Linked DNA regions of Mus musculus: region 2 is linked to region 1. Evidence: chromatin contacts called from public Hi-C data. All regions are on one chromosome and are shown on one strand. Each heading gives the region's core, a stretch centred on a gene start, on an enhancer-like site or on the middle of the called end of the contact. The rest is flanking DNA. Distances are from core to core; before and after follow the strand shown.

Evidence for each region. Hi-C and Micro-C count contacts between places; a contact is called where the count stands out from the background.
Region 2: a contact with region 1 is called in a Hi-C map of liver, with 2.4 times the contacts expected there. The contact joins two enhancer-like sites. A contact is called at or near these places in 20 of 484 Hi-C or Micro-C datasets (the Ba/F3 cell line, the N1E-115 cell line, Sertoli cells and 9 more), 4 of 115 datasets of contacts at active chromatin or transcription factors (bone marrow-derived dendritic cells and embryonic stem cells) and 1 of 9 other capture datasets (embryonic stem cells).

The regions. Positions count from the first base shown.
Region 1 is chr2:166,088,556-166,094,067 of GRCm38.p6, forward strand. It overlaps Sulf2 (sulfatase 2), which reads right to left. Exons shown (of 21, transcript NM_028072.5): 5 at 4,900-5,069; 6 at 643-793. Among named protein-coding and RNA genes, the nearest start is that of Gm52534, 29 kb to the right of the region's middle. Within about 2 kb of position 3,261, at least 24 of the 459 cell types and tissues checked have an H3K27ac peak or open chromatin away from gene starts, as enhancers often do. A contact at or near this core is called in liver, where this site is marked.
Region 2 is chr2:166,243,095-166,248,606 of GRCm38.p6, forward strand. No RefSeq gene overlaps it. Among named protein-coding and RNA genes, the nearest start is that of Gm11468, 28 kb to the right of the region's middle. Within about 2 kb of position 3,482, at least 18 of the 459 cell types and tissues checked have an H3K27ac peak or open chromatin away from gene starts, as enhancers often do. A contact at or near this core is called in liver, where this site is marked.

The sequences.
Region 1 (5,512 bases), core at 2,011-4,510:
CTCTCTCTCTCTCTCTCTCTCTCTCTCTCTCTCTCTCTTTCTTTTTGGTTTTAGAGACAGGGTTTCTCTATGTAGCCCTGGCTGTCCTGGAACTCACTCTGTAGACCAGGCTGGCCTCGAACTCAGAAATCTGCCTGCCTCTGCCTCCCAAGTGCTGGGACTAAAGGCATGCGCCACCACGCCTGACTTTCTTTCTTTCTTTCTTTCTTTCTTTCTTTCTTTCTTTCTTTCTTTCTTTCTTTCTTTCTTTCTTTTAAAGATATTATTTATTTATTATATGTAAGTGTACTGTAGCTGTCTTCAGATCTCATTACGGGTGGTTGTGAGCCACCATGTGGTTGCTGGGATTTGAACTCAGGACCTCCAGAAGAGCAGTCAGTGCTCTTAACCGATAAGCCATCTCATCAGCCCCCTCTTTCTTTTTTTTTTTAAGAAAGAAAAGCAGCTGTGGTTTCATCAAGCAGCAAAGACTGTGGTTTCATCAAGCAGCAAAGACTCATGGGAAAATTTCAGGAGTCAAAAGCCTTCCCTCTGGATTGCTCCAAGCCCCTTTCCCAAGTTGGCATAGTGTTTGGCTCTTTGACTTAGATTTTCAGATTAGGTCAGAGGCTTGCCAGGGGGCGGGGCAGGGGCGGAGCCTACCGTCTCCATGGAGTCATCCACAGACATGAGGGTCTGTAGGCGTTTTCGTTGTAGCATGTTGGTGAATTCCATGTGAATGGGCTTCATGGGTCCCGTGTAGCGCATGATCCAATGCTTGTCTGGGTTGGGTGCATAGTTGTAACTCGGTGTGCTGGTGGCAAACAAAGGCAGTCAAGACAAGTGCCGTGAACAGCTCACTCCAGTTGGGGGCAAGTGGACTGGTCTAAGGTGTAAATGGGAGGGAGCCACCTTCAGGAGGTGGCAGAGCCTTAAATGGACATGAATTCCCCCAAGTGCAGAAAGCCAGCAGCTTGGCATGAGTCTTCCTTTGAAAACTTTCTGGTATTCATTTATCAACCCTTTCAAAGAGGCTCCAGTTGAGAGCCTTCTCAGGCCCAGAACTGGAGGTCCACTTCCCACCCCTGCATTGCATCTATTGACTTCTCAGCCCTGGAGCACACAGGTGGCTGTCACTCTGGTAAAGGGAGGATTACAGGTAGGTGAGCTCTTTGCATTAAGTCTTGGTTTGAGACAGCAAGAAATAGGTGTAAAAATTAAGTATGTCACAGTTGTGCCTGCAGGGCCCACGCATTCCAAGAATGTCCACCTTTGGGACACAAGACATGTTTTTTGATTCTTTGTCACAATTATTCTTCCAGTTGTGATTGGGTCGCTCTTTGAACTAAGTGGGGAAGATCAGGAGTTCAAGGCTTGCTTGAACAGAGAGGGACACCTTCTCTGGGGAAAACAAAAACAAAAAACAAAACAAAACAAAACAAAACAAAAACCAAAACAAAACAAAAAAACACAAACTGTAAATCTGAACCTAACCCACCGGAAGAGGGCATCACTCTGCCATCCACTGGGTCTCAAAATGTGAGCACCCAGTCCCCTCAGGTTCCACCCCCTACCCCAGTAAGCTGAAATTACAGCCAACAGTTGAGTTGTTTCTTGCTCGAGACAGACAGGCTAATCAGAGTGGAGTCAGGAGGGGGATGGGAGGCTGTGTGAGGCAGAGGAGGGGCGGGTTTTCTTGTCAGAACAGCCAGTGCTCTCCCTGGTACCAGCTTGGGCACTGGCCCTACCTAGGGACCTCGGTACTCTGTCACATGTCAAAAGGTCTTGTACAGAGATGGCACCATGGTAGCTTGCAGCAGTCCAACAGTTAGGAAACTGCTACTGTGTGCTTGTGGGGAAGCCAGGGCCTCAAGGCTCCCCAGCTCTGGGCCGCTTCCTGCTGCTAAATCCCTCCCTGCACACATGGTCTTTGATTATGAGAAATGCCCGTGTCCCTTGCGGCTGGCCTAGGGCATGACCTGTGTGTAGAACATTCTTGGAAGCATGCCTCCTTGTCTCAGGGAGCTAGAAGGGGCTGCCGGGGCTGCCTGTGTAGTGGTGGAGCCACACTGTCTTCTGGACTATGAGGAAGTCACTCCCTGTGACCCAGCTTAGACACCAGGATACAATAGCTATCCTTGACTTCACTAGGAGGCCTGTCTGGCAGGCTCTTGTGTGGAGGGTGACCATGGGAGCCAGTGAGTGACTCCTGTCAGCCTTTCACTCTGGGAGACTATGGAATCAGAAGCTAGAGAGCTGCGTCCTAACTCAGGACCTGGGCCAGCCAGCTAGTCACCTGGCCCAGGCTGGGCTCCTCAAATACCTGAAGAGTGTCTGGGTGTCCCCAAAGATCCTTCAGTTGGCCACCCCTTTTCCTTACCCGAGGTGATGCACAGAGGTGACCTCCTTCATATCGTCCAGTGGGACCCCTTATACCATGAGCCTCAGAGTAGCAGGCTGTGATGTCATCACAGCCCCTGTCTTCACAGGTCTTGGGAGGTCTTGCTCCCAGATATCACATGCTGGAAGAAGTGCTGAGGGCTGCCAGGTGTATGTGCACATGTCTGTGCGGGTCTGTGAGCTTTTGTAGCTGTATGTTCACCTAGTCATGTATGGCTCTGTGTATCTTTGTGCTTGTGTGTTTGTGTGTGCATGTGGTTGTTTTGGTGGTGTGTGTCTGACTGCGTTTACCTGTGTTTGTCTCTGTGTGAGTTCTTTTGTGACTGTTGTATTTATCTGCATGTGTATGGTGTGTCTCTATATATGTGCCATGTACATGGATCTATACGTGCCCATGCATGTGTCTGAACATGTATGTTTGTGTATATGTGCTATGTGCCCCACGTTCCTACGCGTCTATATTTCAGCATCTGAAAGCGTGTCTGCATGGGTGTGGCATACTGGGAGGACAGAGGGAAGTGAGCAGGGCTGTCATGAGCTCAGTAATGTTTGTTACAGCACGAAAAGTCTGCTCCAGGGGCATGGATCAGGCTGGCTTGGTGAGGGAGAGATGCCTACCAGAAGGCCCTGCACGCCACCATTTTCCTCTCCTGGACCAGCTACCATCCTGCAGAACTGTTAGGAGCCACTGTCTTCCAGGGGCAGGAGCCTCCCAGAGCCACCATAGTGGCCTGGAGAGTCTCTGGACAAGCAAGCCCCTTGCTATTCATTGTCAGAGTCTGTAATTTCATTTCAAAGGGACAGTACAGGAGCAGGCAGTGTCACATGTCACACCCCTCTGGTAGGAACTTGGCCCAGGATGGAGCACTGTTGGCCTCTCTCTCTGGGAAGGAGGGTAGAGGGCAATGGGTGAGGGCAGCCAGGCAGACAGACACTCTATGGGGCTCTCAGGGTGAGGGTAGCCCACTGCTCCCCAAATGTGGTTCATTATCTCCTGTCTGCTCCTCCCAGAAGTCCAGGGGTCAGAAGGCTAACATACCCTGTAATCCCTCCAAGGGTGGCACACTGTCAGGAAGTCATTAGAGCTGAGCCGGGGGAGGGGAGGGTGGCGCATTCTGACCGTAATGAAAATTAAACACCCTGGATATTAAGGAGGAGTCCAAATTACCCTGTCCTTGCTACCCCAGAATGTCACAGCAAGGGCTGCTGAGTGTCACTGCTGAGCCTGAGGTATAGTCTGAGGCCGAGAAAAGCCAGAATATCTTCTAGAAAGCTGTACTAGCTAACGGGGTGGCGGTGAGGTGGGAAGCCTGGGTGGGGGCTGGGTTTGAATCCAGGTTCTGTGGTATCGAAGCTGGGTGACCTCTGTGTTTCCTCGTCTGTAAAATGGGGACACTAAGTGAGACAGCATCAAAGGTGGCCTTAATGACCCTCTTTTGATCTTCACACTCCTATGCAGGCTTCTCTGATGGCACAGTGAGGTGTGTGCCCTGTGCAGGGAGATGGGATGGTTGCTTCCATCTTTGCCTCTTTCTCTTTCTGGATTGAAGATGGAGAGGCCCATACAGCTAGAAGTAAGATCGGGGTCAGGACGTCAGCTCACTGACCCAGGCTCCTAGCACAGGGTCATGAGCTGATGTGTGTTTGCTGTTTGTTCAATGGTGTTAAACTTTGGAGTCACTTGCTATGTGGCAACAGAGAACTGGTACACCAGGGTCACCATGAAGATCTGAGGTTTTCCACGGCCAGTAGCTGGTGTAGCCGTGGACCCTGTGATGGTGTTTGTTGGCACCCAGGCTGGACTTGCCGTCACCTAAGGACTGTGAGGGTGGTTCAAGAGGTAGGAACCTGCCCGGATGTGGGAAATACCACCCCATAGACTAGGGTCCCGGACAGATGGATAAAAGTGTCAGCATTCATCTCTGTGTCCTGACTGCAGATGCAATGTGACCAGCTGCCTCCTGCTCTGGCCACCATGCCCTCCCAGCCATCATGGGCTGGATCCTTGAACTGGGAACAAAAGTCAATCTCTCCTAAGTTCCCCCTCTCAGACACTTTGTACAGGCTCCGTCGGACATAAACACAGGCTCACAGGGGATATGCTGAGCTTCTGAGTGGGAGGAGATGAATCCCAGCCAGAAGGCATCTGCCAGGGGCTAGGGACAGGCTGGCTGGTCTGTGCCGCAGAGCTGCACCTGATAAGCAGCCGGTCTCCCAGGATCTTTGTGTGCCTTAGCAACGGAACCATCTCCCCACATAGCTTCCCCTTTCCCTGCTCTTGATGTCTATTTGTTTTTTGAAACAGCATCTCATATAGCCCAGGCTAGCCTCAACTGTCTACATAGCTGAGGCTGGCCTTGTACTCTTGACCCTCCTGGGCGGACCTCTCAAGTGCTGGCATGGTAGCTTTTGGGCCCTTTAACCAGGAATGTTTTAAGGAAGGTTCAACTACATTGCTGATGTCCCATTGTCCCTAAGCCCTGACGGACCCTCCCACCCCCAGTGGAGGCTGAGGCTTACATGTGCTGGGACGCATTGGGGAAGAGCCGTGAGTACTGGGGTGCTGAGTCCTCGGGGCCATGGGGAGCCGCGTGGCTGATGACCATGAGCACGGGCCTGTGTGGGTACATCTTCTTGGATGTTCGGAAGAAGCTCACACTGTCATTGGTGATGAGATCCGTGAGGTAATCCTGGGGCGGGAGAAATGGGAGGATGGTGAGGACCGGGAGATTTATACCGAGTGCTCCCTAGGTGCCACCCACTGTGCTGGGCATCAGGGACAGGGGTATGACCATGGTTTGGTCACTGTCCTTAAGGAGGTGATGGCAGGAGAGAGCAGAGAGGCAAGCACAACACACAGCTGCCATGACAGTCAGTGTCCACTGTCACCTTTACAAGACCCAGGATCACCTGGGAGACTGACTTGGCCACCTCTGTGGAGGGGATTATCCTCATTGCTTTAAATGAGGTGGGAAAACTTGCCCACTGTGGGTGGCGCCATTCCCTTGGCTGGAATCCTGGCCTGAACAGACAGACAGGGGAACGGAACAGCCCCGGCATGTAGGCATTGCTTTTGTCAGGGTATCACAGAAACAAAAGAAACAACACTCGAGGTTTGGCGAAGGAAAAGAGA
Region 2 (5,512 bases), core at 2,232-4,731, 150 kb after region 1:
AACGCAGATCTCTTCGCGCCTACAGTCCCCAGTCTAATACCATGGTGACTTCAGCTGCCCAGATGATTTTTTCCAATAAAATTTTAGTGTATTTCATCATGTCTCAGTAATTAATCATGGTTGTAAAATCATGGAAAATTAATTATGAGATCTACTCCCCTTCAGCAACCCTGAGCTATGAACACTGACCTTGTGTTAGCCTGTCCTGATTGAGCTGAAGTGAGATACTGTCACCGATGCCTGGCTCTGGAAGGAGAGTCAATGCCAAGCATCCATCACGTGAGCTCTTACCGCTAAGAGCTCGGCAGAAACCAGAAAGCACTTACAGCGGCCTCAGACTGCAGCGATTTTCTTGGTTCCAGCAGAACCTTTGCCAGAGAGTAACCCAGGCCTGCAGTGTTTGCTATCACCTGGGAAGGGATGCTACCGGGTGCCACTGAAGACAGACTGTTTCCCTGGGTGGGAACCCTAAGCCAGGCCAGCTCAGCCTTGGACAGACCCCCACACTAGAAAATTCCACCGCGGATGCGCCTCACATGGCTGGGCTCTGGGGCCAGGAGGATGCACATCAGTTCCTGCGGCTCCTTGTCTTGGTGGGGAGAGAAATCACGAGAGAGAACCCAGAACAGGACTCTGGGGGGTGGGACAGCCAAAGGGAGGGTCAGAGGTCAGAGGCCAGATGTGTGTTAGTGAGCTCTGCTCCGTGCCCACTCTTGTCATGATCCATGTGTTTGACAACTTGCTTTGAAGGTGGTGGGACAAGTAAATAGAATTTCCAAAAAAGTCCTCTACTTTAACAGAGAAAAGCCATAACTCCAGGGGACCCAAAACTGGAGTTGAACTAGCAAGCAGGCTCTGCTGCTGGGGAGACAGGGTTTCTTAAAGGATGGTTTATCTACCCATCTTCACTGTGGGATAGGGGCATTGTGGGGTGGGAACACTGTGGGGAGGAAACACTGAGGGGTGGGAGCACTGTGAGGTGGGAGCACTGTAGGGTGGGAACACTGTGAGGTGGGAGCACCGTGGGGTAGGAGCACTGTGTGGTATGAACACCTTGGAGTGGAAGCACTGTGGGGTGGGAACACTGGTGTGATAACACTGTGAGGCAGGAGAACTATGGGGTGGGAACATTGTAGGGTAGTCACCCTGTGAGATGGGAACACTGTGAGGTAGGAGCACTGTGGAGTGGGAGCAATGTGGAATATGAACACTGATGGGTGGGAGCACTGTAAGGTGGTGACACTGGGTTGGGAGCACTGTGGGGTGGTAACACTGTGAGGTGGGAGCACTGTGGGGTGGGAACACTGTGAGGTGGGAGCACCATGGAGTAGGAGCACTGTAGGGTGGGAGCACTGTGGGGATGGTAACACTGTGGGACAGTAACACTGCAGAATGGGAACACTGTGAGGTAGGGGCACCGTAGGGTAGGAGCACTGTGTGGTATGAACACCTTGGAGTGGAAGCACTGTGGGGTGGTAACACTGTAGGGTAGTAACCCTGTGAGATGGGAACACTGTGAGGTGGGAGCACTGAGGGATAGGAGCACTGTGGAGTGGGAGCAGTGTGGAGTATGAACACTGATGGGTGGGAGCACTGTGAGGTGGTGACACTGGGGTGGAAGCACTGTAGGATGGTAACACTGTGAGGTGGGAGCACTGTGGGGTGGGAACACTGTGAGGTGGGAGCACTGTGGGGTGGGAACACTGTGAGGTGGGAGCACTGTGGGGTGGGAACACTGTGAGGTGGGAACACTGGGGAAGGAGCACTGTGGGGTATGAACACCGTGGAGTGGGAGCACCATGGGGGTAGGAGCACTAAAGGGTGGAAGCACTGTGGGGTGGTATTACTGTGGGGTGGGAGCACCATAGGGTGGAAACACTGTGGGTTAGGGACAGTGTGGGATGGGAACACTGTGGGGTGGGAACACTTTGGGCAGGGACTGAACTCTGCTCTCCCTGAGAAGCCCAGGATGTCTCCTCACAGCCGATCTCTCTTGTGTTCTGTGAGCAGCTGGTGGGAGGATGCCAGCCTCACCTCCCCCTCGGCCTCCAGAATTTCCTCAGAGCCTCCCTGTCCCATGGGTCACCTTAGGTGCTGGACACAGCATGACTTCAGAATACCTTGGAGGTCTAATCGTAGCATCCAGACATAAAGGCCAGGTTGGCTTTGGGAAGGTGCAGATCTACAGAGACAGTCTGGGGGACCTGGGCTGTAATCGACCGGTCATGTTGTGTGACACCCGAGCCAGAAGCAGGTGGCAGATGGCCATAGAGGACAGAACTCTGTAAACAGCCCTTTGAAGCCTCCAGGCCTCCAGACCAGGCAGGATGATCTCGTGTTTCCTGCCTCCTCTCCCAGGTCAGCCCTCACACGATGGCGATGGCGAGTGCTGCAGTCCACCCACCTGCCTACACAGGGCAGCACCTCTGGGGGTGGGGTCAGCCCTGGGGACTGCTGGGTAGGGAGGTGGAGCAGGACCAGGTGAATGGTTGCCTGCCATCCTCCCACAGGTGCCCAAGGCAGGGATGTCACTCAGCTGTCATCTCCAGTCAAATGGGAGGAATCCTGACGCTCTTCCCCCAATTTTGCTGTGTTGTCTTGAGGGTACAAGGAGGCAGGAGGCCCAGCAATCTGGGGGCCGAACGAGCACAGTGTGTGCAGGACCTGGGCGGTTTCTGCTGTGACTATTTTAGTTGACTAAGAGTTGTTTTATTGCAATCCAGGGAAAGGAAAATTCTGTCCCTTTGTTGTGAAACAGTTTTTGCGTGACACTGACTTAGCTGAAATTAGTTTTTCTTATACAAGTGTATCCCCCTGTAGTGAAACCTGAACCAGCAGCTGAGTCAAGTCTCTGCTGGATGGGTGGGGGCACTGCCCAAGGCCATTTCTATGCCATTAACCATCAGGCAAGACACATACATACCGATTCCTTCAACAAATGTCCACTAACCCCCTACCGGGCTCCTAGCTCAGTGCCCAGAGCAGAGTATCTGTGGGGTGACCCAAACGTAAGCCATGAGGATCTGGGGGCAGATGACAAGTCAGGGAAGCCACCTGGGATTTCAGCAGAGATGGTGTGATGAGGGCGTGAGGGTGGGACTGGGTGGGACTGGATCCCTGCAGGGGCAGCAGGAGCCACGGTCTGAGCCAGAGAGTGCCAAGACACGGCTGTGGACTGTGTGATGTCGGATGTGTAGATGGGGAGCAATAGGTGTTGGGGGTTCAGAGTGCATCCCACAGGCCAGAGCAGCAGCTGGACCCATGGCCCAAGAGGCTTTTGGACAATCTATGTGTGTCTAAAATTGCATCTGAATATGTTACACACACACACACACACACACACACACACCACACACACAGACACACACACACACACCACACACACACACACACACACACACACACACACACACACACACACACACGGCATGGCTCCCAGGGACCTTGCTCTGCGCTCACAGGTCTCTGGCACGCATGCGTGCATATTGATCTCCCATTCCATACTTTGCAGTTTCCCACAGGCAAGGCTGTGGACTCTGTTCAGGTTGTACAATATTGATTTCACAGCAAAGGGACTGGAATTTTACGCTCCTTCATCGAAATAAAACGTCAGGTGCATTAATACCCATGGCAGATGTGGGTCAGGAGCAGCTGTGACTGTGACCGGAACAAGGATTTGTCTGCCATTCCTTACCTGGGTCAGCGAAGGTGCTAGTCCCCAAATCATTGAAGGGACATTACCCGATAACACACCTCACAGCTCGATAGACCCGGCTTGCAGATGGAACTACAGACAGATACAACACAGAGCCTGCATCTGCTCAGGAAAACCACCTGACCCTTTCTCGATTCACTGAGACTGCACCAACGCACCAGGAGGGAGGGGGCGTGGCCAGAGCAGTGGTGAAGCCGGAAGGAGGACAAGATCTGTTTAGGAGACTAGACTGCATTGGGGCTTGGAGCGTACATCAGAAGTGCCATTGGGGACTGAAGGGGAGGGGTTGGTTTAGGTGGTTTGGGATCTGGAAAGGTAGGTCTCTATACAGGATGAGGAAGAAAAGTAGGGAAGAGACAAGGCAAGCTGGGAGAAGGACCAAGAGTAGAAGATGAGACCCTACAGGGTAGCGGCCCAGGGCAGGCGAGCCTAGTGGGGGAGGAGGGGTCATGGAGGGCGTCTGCTTAGTCTGCAGAAGCTCTGCTGCAGTGAGAGTTTCTCCACAGAGAGGCTTAATACTTTTCATTTTTAAAAATTAATTTTATACACACACACACACATGCATGCATGTGCACATGTATGAATGTGACAGGAGGTCAGAGAGAGTCGGTTTTCTCTTTCCATTGGCTGAGCCCCACGAGTTGATCTCAGTTTCCAGGCTAGGCAGCAAGCTTCCTACCCAATGGGCTCCCTTGCCAGCTCTCACTGTGGTTTTAACCAGACACACCAACACAGGCCTTCAAAGCCATGGCTGAGAAGAAAGCTCCAGCTTGGAGACTCACCTTCTGCCTGTGAGGGTCTGTCCCGTTGCGTGAGGGTAGCCTGTTAATAAGTGGCACACCCACAGACTAGGAACAGCAAGAGGCATGCCAGGTCAAGAGAGACAGAACAGTCCCTTTGATGGCATTCTGGTCCAGCATTATGATATGTGGCCCACACATTTTCACTTATACAGATCCAAAAAGCAGTCAGCTGCAACGGCCTGTGGAACTGTAAACTCTCAAACACCCTGTCCACAATGAGCCAGAACTGTTACATCCCATCCTGCCCATCTTCCTGTGCCCATGCACGCCCCTTCCACACTGTCCAGGCAGCAACATCCCCCAAGCCTTTCTCCCTTTTGACTTCACTGCTTAGCAAGTCCTGCAGGGATGGCAGCACCAGACCCCTCTTCTTTTCCACCCACCGGCTGGCTCAGGCCTCTGGTCCCACGGCTGGTCTTCCAGACTAGGCTTTGCTGCACACCCAACCTGTTCTCAGAAAGTTAGTCCTGTTAAAGTGACCAGACTATGTTCTGTCCCTGCTTAGTCTCAAGGCTCCTATTAGTCAAGTCCTCACGAGTCTAAACGTTTGTCTTCTGCTCTTTGTCATCACCTGTTACCTCTCAGGTGTCACCCCCCCCCCGCCCCCACATACACACTATCTTGCACCACTGGTCCACAGCCATGCTGGTCTCAAGCTCAACTGTCCCTATCCATCTCAAAATGGTGCCCTGCCATTCTCTCTCTACAGCCTCTGACCCCACAACCCCATGACCTCACAACCCAGATTGCTTCCCAGCTTCTCCTACCTTGCCTGCAAAGTCATTCTGGGCGGCAAAGTTACTCTGGGAACCCACCCAGTGTTCCACTCCTCCTATTCTGCATCTTCATCCTCAGGAGCATCCATCCATTTGCATTGGATGCACTTTGTAGTCACGCTAGGATCTGTCACTGTCCTTAAACCCTATGTTGGTGTCAGAACTACAGGGTATATAATGCCTGATTGGTACCCTGCACAGAGTTGGCTGGAATTTGT